2 separate regions of the Macaca mulatta genome follow, and region 2 is linked to region 1. Evidence: chromatin contacts called from public Hi-C data. All regions are on one chromosome and are shown on one strand. The core of a region is the stretch at or near the end of the contact, and the rest is flanking DNA. Distances in the headings are between cores, read along the strand shown. Region 1 holds the start of LOC722722. Region 2 holds the start of LOC114674074.

Region 1 (4,607 bases), core at 208-2,707:
CTTCAGAGGTCTCCAGAATCTCTAGTCAGGCTGAATAGAGAATGTCTTCCCTGAAGGAAGCCAGAAATAAAAAAGTAGGAGTGGCTGATTAGTGAAATGCTGAGGTGCCAAGATAACAAGACATTCAAGAAGATAAGGAAACATGATCCACACAAAGGAACAAATGAAACCACCACAAACTGACACTAAAGAGATGAAGATGTGTGAATTATCAGACAAAGAATTGAAAATAAGAGTCACGAGATGGTCAATGAATTAAGAGAACATACATAGACATCCACAGGAAATCAGGAAAACAAGATATGAGCAAAATAGACTACCAATAAAGAGACAAAAGCTATAAAGGAGAAACAGAAATTTTAGAGCTGAAAAATGTAATCAGAAACACTGAACACAGAGCCTTGGTGCTCAATGCTGCACACAGATTGCAATCCCCTGGGCCACCGTAGTTATTACTGAGGGTAGATCCCAACCTGACCATGGGAATAGGAATCTTGGGCAAAGGAAAGTTGAAATGGTTAATACGTTAATACGTTAAAGTACGTTAAAAGGTATGTTTGCCAGCGAATGGGACAGAAGTTGAAATGGTTTATGATGAAATGGTTATTTCTGCCAGCAGGTAGGACAGAAGAGCTACTAGTGAGACTGAAGCAACTCTGGGTGTGGGGATCTGGCATCTCTGGGGGTGTCAGTCTGGGGTAGATTGAATGCCCGAAAGTTTCTGCAATGTGGATTAATTTAAGCTTAACTAAAAAGCCCTGAAAATGTCTGTGAAGTGTATGCAAACTAGAATGTGAAATGCAAAACTCTGCCTGGGCAGAATGTGTAAGTAATTTCAAGTCACCTCGCAACAGAACTTAACACAATCCCCTCCATATTCTACACCCATTCACAATGAAGGGAGAGAGTCAGCCCTGTGCACAGTTGCAGAGATTTTCATATGGTAAACACCTGGGGTGTGGAGCGAGGAGGGCTAATACCGGTGACATTAACTCTTGCTTTAGAAAAAGCAGTAACTTTTTAAAAATAGTAGAGCAATTTAAGTTTGCAACTTACGAAAATATCTTGTTTCCAATAGCGATGGCCCACATAATTCTAACGGTTTACCTTAAAATTGAAACATTAACTTAAAATAAGCAGAAAGCAAAACTGCTCCGCAGGACACGAAATAGACTTAAGCGTTCCCAAACCCAGAAGATAGGGACGCTCTGGGAACGCAGGTTCCCACCCGCCCTCCTTTGGTCCCTCCCGGCCCCGCCCCCTGCCTGTCCAGACCCCGCCCCACCCTGCGCGTTTTCTCCCCGGCCCCTCCCTGTGCCGGTCGCGCCCCTCCTAGGCCCCGCCCCTAGGACCCCTCAGTCCTCTCCGGCCCCGCCCCCTGCCCTACTCTTTCTGGCCAGACCCCGCCCCTTCCCCGCCCCCAAGCCGCCAGGTCTCAGCTGCGCGCGGTTTTCTGCAAACCCGGAAGCGGATCGCGGGGAGTGAAGGCTGCGCCGCAGAGCGTGAGTTTCACTCTCTCCAGATTAAATCTGCGCTTCGCAGTCCCCCTTCTTCCATCCGCCGGGTCTGGAGAGGATCCCTACAGATCTTAAAATGCCCGCACCGCGCCCTCCACCCCAGGTAAATTCTGACGTTGCTGCGAGAGTGCGGGGATCGCTTTCCCTTTGGGTTAAAGTCCCTCTAAGGCTACTTCCTGAATCTGGTCTTTCTGCCTTGCGCTAGGTAAACATGGCCTTTCGCGTCTTTTGCTACCTAAAATCCTTTACCGATTTTTCTTCCCGCCACGCAGGAGGGCGCTTTTTTTTTTCTTTTTTTTTTTTTCTGAGACGGAGTCTCGCTGTGTCGCCCAGACTGGAGCGCAGTGGCGAGATCTCGGCTCACTGCAAGCTCCGCCTCCCAGGTTCACGCCATTCTGCCTCCCAAGTAGCTGGTACTGCAGGCGCCCGCCACCACGCCCAGCTGATTTTTTTTTTTTTTTTTTTTTTTAAGTAGAGAGGGGGTTTCACCGTGTTAGCCAGGATGGTCTTGATCTCCTGACCTCGTGATCCGCCCGCCTCGGCCTCCCAAAGTGCTGGGATTACAGGCGTGAGCCACCGCGCCCAGCCGGGGGCACTTTTTAGAGCCTTCACCTGCAAGGTGGGTTCAGGTCTATCCGGTTCTCCAAGACTCGCCCTTGTTGGCCCTTGGTGCGCAGCGCTGCAGCCTCAGTCCGGAGGGGCCGGTTCCTTAACCTTGGTTCTGGGATTCTGCAGACCCCACCCCTGTCCTAAGGTGCCATCTGTCTTTCTCGTCTGAAATCTTTCTCAGGGAGGGCCTTCAGCTCCCACGCCCCTTTAGGCAGTCACCTCCCGTGGTGGGAAGGTGAGCTGGGCTTGTTCTGTGACACCCATGGTGGAGGAGGTGACCTTGGCCTGTCCTGTGACACCCAGTATTCTTTTTTTTATTTTTTGAGAACGAGTCTCCCCCTCTATTACCCAGGCTGGAGTGCAGTGGTGCGACCTCGGCTCACCGCAACCTCCACCTCCCAAGTTCAAGCGATTCTCCTGTCTCATCCTCTGAGTAGCTGGGATTACAGGCATGAGCCACTGCGCCCAGCCAACATGGAACACTTCTGACAGCAAATGTGTGGGAGTTTTTTTCCCACACACTAGGCAATTCTCCAGTGGACACCAGCTGCGTGTCCTATAATTCAATTCAATTCTGACACTGTGCACCTGGAGTTAGAGTCAGATCCAACAGGTTAAGGTCTTAGTCCCACAAGACCAGCCCCCCCCCCCCCGCCCCACCCTGCTGCCACTTCAGACATCAGTCAAAAGTAATAGATTGTCACCTGTCCTTAAAACTGACCTATATTTTGGGGCTCCCATGACTCCCTCTTTGGTTTTGATTAATTTGTGAGGACAGCTCACAGAACTGCTGGAAGCACTTACTTATGTTTACTGATTTTTTTTGCAGTCAGTCCTCGCTTAATGTTTTCTATAGGTTCTTGGAAATTGAGTCATGAATGAAATGATATACAGCAGGTCCTCAAATAACGTTGTTTTGTTCAATGTCATTATTATTATTATTATTATTTTTGAGACGGAGTCTCGCTCTGTTGCCCAGGCTGGAGTGCAGTGGCATGATCTCGGCTCACTGCAAGCTCCACCTCCCGGGTTTATGCCATTCTCCTGCCTCAGCCTCCTGAGTAGCTGGGACTACAGGTGCCCGCCACCTCGCCCGGCTAGTTTTTTGTATTTTTTTTTTTTAGTAGAGACAGGGTTTCACTGTGTTAGCCAGGATGGTCTCGATCTCCTGACCTCGTGATCCGCCCGCCTCGGCCTCCCAAAGTGCTGGGATTACAGGCTTGAGCCACTGCGCCCGGCCTATTATTATTATTTTGAGATGGAGTCTAGCTCTGTCGCCAGGCTGGAGTGCAGTGTCTCGGTCTCCACTCATTGCAACCTCCACCTCTCGGGTTCAAGTGATTCTCCTGCCTCAGCCTCCCAAGTAGCTGGCATTACAGACACGTGCTGCCATGCCCAGCTAATTTTTGTATTTTTAGTACAGATGGGGTTTCACCATATTGGCCAGGTTGGTCTCAATCTCCTGACCTCTTGATCCGCCCACCTTGGCCTCCCAAAGTGCTGGGATTACAGCGTGAGCCACTGCGCCCGGCCATTCAATGCCATTTTTTATGTTGATGAGGAAAAAAGTTGCCGTTTCACTTAAAGTTCCTGTTTCCAAGAATCTATTGATAAGATCAAGTGAGGATTTGATGTATGAATAAAGGATATCATAAATGATAGCCATGAGCAGCCAGATGAAGAGATATGTATGGTGAGGGCTGAGAATGTTCTGAGCACAGGAGCTTCTGTCTTGTGGATTTGGGTGTACCACCCTCCTGGCATTCAGATGTGTTTGTCAACCAGAAAGCTCTCCAGACTCTATAGATCGGGAATTTTTATTGAGGCTTCATCCTGTAGGCATGAGAGATTATTAACTCAATCTTCAGCCTGTTCCACTCTAGGAAATGAATGATGGAGCTGAAATTTCCAAGTTTCTAATCATGGCTTAGTCTTTCTGGCAACTAGCTGTGTCCAGGAGCCCACCAAGACTTGCCTCATTAGAACAAAAACCACTCCTATCATGCAGGAAATTCCAAGGGATTTAGGGGCTTTGTGCAAGGATGCGGGGTCAAAGACCACATATGAGAACAAAAGATTCTCCTAACACCCCTTTCTGTGAGGGGTTTAGGATCTATGTCCCAGGAACCAGGAGCAGAGACCAAAAATATATTTCTTGTTATTTCACACTCCCTCAAAATGGAGCTCAATCCTGGTTTGACTTGAGAGTACTGAGTCGTTTTGCAAATAAAACTCTTGTACCTCTTTACCTGAGATTTCCATTAATGTAATGGGGTTGGAGTCCAGCATTGAAGTAGTTACGTTACCCCAGCTGATTCTAATCTGTGTCCAGCATTGATACTGAGGCTCTGTGTCTTCCATTTCTTTTTTTTAAATGTTTTAGATGGCGTCTCACTTGCTGTCGCCCAGGCTGGAGTGCAATGGGGCAATCTCAGTTCACTGCAAACTCCGCCTCCTGGGTTCAAGCGATTCTCCTGCCTC
Region 2 (4,021 bases), core at 593-3,092, 110 kb after region 1:
CAGGGATTTTATGGTTGCAGTGAGCTCTAATCTCGCCACCACACTCCAGCCTCGGTGACAGAGCGAGACCCTGTCTCAAACAAACAAGCAAATAAATGAGAGGTATAATTCCTCCTTTGAAAATAAAAAAAGATTTTTTTTTCGTCTCTTTTCCTAGGACATTTATTTAGAAAATTTGTAAATGCATTTTCTCTGTCTCCTGAGGCTTTTCTTTGGACAGAGTTTTGCTCTTGTTGCCCACGCTGGAGTGCAATGGCGCGATCTCCGCTCACCGCAACTTCTGTCTCCCGGGTTCAAGCGATTCTCCTGCCTCAGCCACTTGAGTAGCTGGGATTACAGGCATGCACCAGCATGCCCGGCTAACCTTGTATTTATACTAGATATGGGGTTTCTCCATTTTGGTCAGACTGGTCTCGAACTCCCGACCTCAGGCGATCCGCCCGCCTCCGCCTCTTAAACCACTGGGATTACAGGTGTGAGCCACCGCGCCTGGCTTGAAGTGGTATTTTTTAGAAACAACGTAATCCTTTTTTCAGCTTAATAACCCAGGGATGTATTTCTGAAGGACTTGGGGTCTCTCTTTGAAAGGCAAGCAACAAGGGAGACAGTACCTGTATCTCGGTAGGAAGTTAAATATTTCAAACATCAAATAATTCCAATGTAAAAGTATGGACCTTTAAATACTGAGCTTTGAAAGGAATGTGGTCATGCAACCTGAGTCCAGTGGTATGCAGATGCAACTTCTAAGAGTTTTCCTGACCAGACGCGGTGGCTAACACTTGTAATCCCAACAGTTTGGGAGGAGGAGGCGGCTGGATCACTTGACGTCAGGAGTTCGAATCCAGCCTGGCCAACGTGATGAAACCCCGTCTCTACTAAAAATACAAAACAATTAGCCAGGCTTGGTGGCGCCCGTCTGTAATCCCAGCTAGTTGGGAGGCGGAGGCAAGAGAACTACTTTAACCCACGGGGTGAAGGTTGCAGTGAGCCGAGATCTCGCCACTGCACTCCAGCCTGGGTGACAGATAAATACTCTGTCTCAAAAAAGAAAAGAAAAGAAAAATGTAAATATAAGAATGAAAGTAATAGATCTCTTCCACAAATGTGCTAGGACAACTCACTGGATATTCACATGAAAAAGAATAATATTGGATCCCTATCTCACACAATCAAAAATTTTATTTAAAGAAATTTAAAAGAGAGAGAGAGAGAGACGAGGAAGGGAGCGCTGCAGGAGGAGGTGTTACTTTGTCGCCCAGGCTAACTTGGAGCCCCAGGTTCAGCGATCCTCCCGCCGCTCCTCTCTGAGTAGCTGGAACCTCAGGCTTTCGGCCCTGTGCCCGCATCTCTGCTGGGTTTAAGCAGCAGGTGGTGACCTCACTCCTTCCTGGCCTGAGCACTCGGTCCCGCATCCTAGGCGGTGGCCCTAGGAAAGTCTCTGAAGCTGAGCATAGGGTGGACTCTCCCTTCCCAGTGAACGGAGAATAGAAAGGGAGAGGATTTCTATTCTATTATTTGGGCCGTCAGCCTGAAATCGTTACGCTGCACCCAGGCAGGGCTTTGCATTTCACGTTCTAGTTTGCATCCCCGTTTCAGACAATTACAGGGCTTTTGAATCACGCCTCAGCCTTCCTGGCAGGTCCCGCCTCCAAAGCTCGAAAACCAGAGGCGCTGGGAGCTAGGATGAGAGGCGCACAGGTCCCGCCCGGGTCCCGCCCTCTGCTAATTCTGAAGGGCAAGGTCTCTCCGCCTCGCGCCCCGCCCCTACCTCGCCCAGGCCCGCCCACCTCCTCGTGGGTCCCGCCCAGGCCTGGCTTCTGTCCTGCCTGCGCAGATTTACGCAAACCCGGAAGCGGATCGCGTGGAGTGACGGTCCCACCGCAGCGGTGAGTTTTGCTCTGTGTTAAGTCTGCGTGTCGTAGGTCCCCGGCGCTTCTGTACCTGGGCCCTGGGGTCCCCATAGACCTGGAAATTGTCACCCGTCTTCATTCACCCACAGCAAATTTAGACGTCCCCGTGAGAGTCCAGGCGTTGCTTCCTTTTGGGTTTAAAGTCGCCCTGAGGATGGTCCCTTCGCGGGTCTTTCTCTTACAGGGCAGTGTATACACTTCCCATCGCGTAGTTTTCCTGCTCAAAACCTTTTTCTGACTCCTCCCGACCCGCACTTTTTCAAGTCCTGACGGCAAGGCGGATTCCCGCTCTTGGCGCCTCCCAGCCTTGTCTTAAGGCGCCGTCGCCCCCCACCTCCCTCCTCGTTCCGGGCCCTTATGCTCCCCAGGTCTCCCCACCGCAGTCACCGCTTACCCTGAGCCCGTAGGGGAGGTGCCCGGGGCTGTCCTATGACACCGGGTGTTCTTGCCTGCCCAGCCACTGGAAAATGCGCTTCTCCGGGATGCAGGCGTCTTACTGCAGAGCCCCCTGTGATTGTGTGGGCCAAAGGGATCAGGAGACTGAGAGAGAGCAGTAGAAAACCTGAGACAGAGAGAACAAGAATGAGAAAGACCATAACAGATGGCAAAGTAGAGGATGGCTGAGGGATTTGTGAAGAGAGCAAAAATGAAAAAAAAGAAAAGAAAAAAGAAAGCAGGAGGAGCAGATCCCAGGGAAAAAGAAAAGAAAACAAGAGCTAGAGCGAGAAGGGGAGAATGAGAGATATGTACAGAGTTAGGGAGGGAAGCACAGTAATGAAGACAGAGGACCTGGGCGCAGTGGCTCATGCCTGTAATCCCAGCAGTTTAGGAGACTGAGGCAAGGGGATTGCTTGAGTACAGGAGTTCGAGGCCAGCCTGGCCAACATAGTGAGAACCCCATCTCTGCCAAAAGAAAAAAAAAATTAACCGGGCGTGATGGTGCACACCTGTAATCCCAGCTACTCTGGAGGCTGAGGCAGGAGGATTACTTGAGCCCAGGAGGTCCAGGCTTCAGTGAACTGAGATCATGCCACTGCACTGCAGCCTGGTCAACAGAGCGGGACCCTGTCTCAAAAGATTAAAAGGGGTGGGGGACTTTGGGTTCAGATGAATGGGTGAGTTCATTGGATATGATTAGTTGTGACAGGTTGACTTCTCTGTATATAATCTAATAACTTAAAACTTGTTTAAATTATACAGATGATATTGAGAATTTTAAAATTCCTATCTCTAAGGCATGTACATTCTATAAATCTTGGCATCAGAGGTCAGCTTCCACTTGGAATCCCTATTCAGCCAGAGTGTAGTAACTTAATTCAATTGTGAGACACTCTCTTCCCTTTTCCCATGGTGGGGTACGGGCAGTGAAATGGGAGAATCACTTTCTGTTATTATGTAATAGTTTTAATTTAATTAATATATATTTTGAGACAGAGTCTGGCTCTGTCCCCCAGGCTGGAGTGCAGTGGTGTGATCTCTTCTAACTGCAGCCTCGACCTCCTAGACTCAAGCAATCCTCCTGCCTCAGCCTCCTGAGTAGCTGGGACCACAGGCATGAGCCACCAAACCCGGCTAGGTTTTGTTTTTTTTGTTTTTGTTTTTTTTGTTTTTGGCAGAAACGGGATTTCACTATGTTTCCCAGGCTGGTCTCAATTCTGGCCTCAAAGGATCATCTGGCCTTGGCCTCCCAAATTACTGGGATTACAGGTGGGATTACAGAGAGGAGCCACCGTGCCTGGCCTACGGAGTCGTTGTTTGTTTGTTTGAGACGGAATCTCACTCTTGTCCAGGATGGAGTGCAATGGCACAATCTGAGCTCACCGCAATTTCCACTTCCCAGGTTCAGACGATTCTCCTGCCTCAGCCTCCCGAGTAGCTGGGATTACAGGTATGAGCCACCACGTCCAGCAAATTTTGTGTTTTTAGTAGAGACAGGATTTCTTCATATTGGTCATGCTGGTCTCAAACTCCCAACCTCAGATGATCCACCCACCTTGGCCCCTCAAATGCTGGGATTGCAGGCATGAGCCACCACGCCTAGCCCATAGTACTTTTTAAAAGAGCAGTGGCTCATGCCTGTAATCCCAGCACTTTGGGAGGCCGAGGCGGGT

Evidence for each region. A called contact is a pair of places that touch in the nucleus more often than the background predicts.
Region 2: a Hi-C map of fetal cortex germinal zone shows a contact between it and region 1, with 3 times the contacts expected there. The contact joins the promoter of LOC114674074 here to the promoter of LOC722722 in region 1. A contact is called at or near these places in 2 of 14 Hi-C or Micro-C datasets (fetal cortex germinal zone and liver).

The regions. Positions count from the first base shown.
Region 1 is chr19:65,438,693-65,443,299 of T2T-MMU8v2.0, forward strand. It overlaps LOC722722, which reads left to right and starts at 1,458. Exons shown (of 6, transcript XR_013410217.1): 1 at 1,458-1,620.
Region 2 is chr19:65,545,068-65,549,088 of T2T-MMU8v2.0, forward strand. LOC114674074 reads left to right here and starts at 1,843. Exons shown (of 5, transcript XR_013410167.1): 1 at 1,843-1,886. LOC144337324 (a long non-coding RNA gene) reads right to left here and starts at 1,133. Exons shown (of 3, transcript XR_013410298.1): 1 at 463-1,133.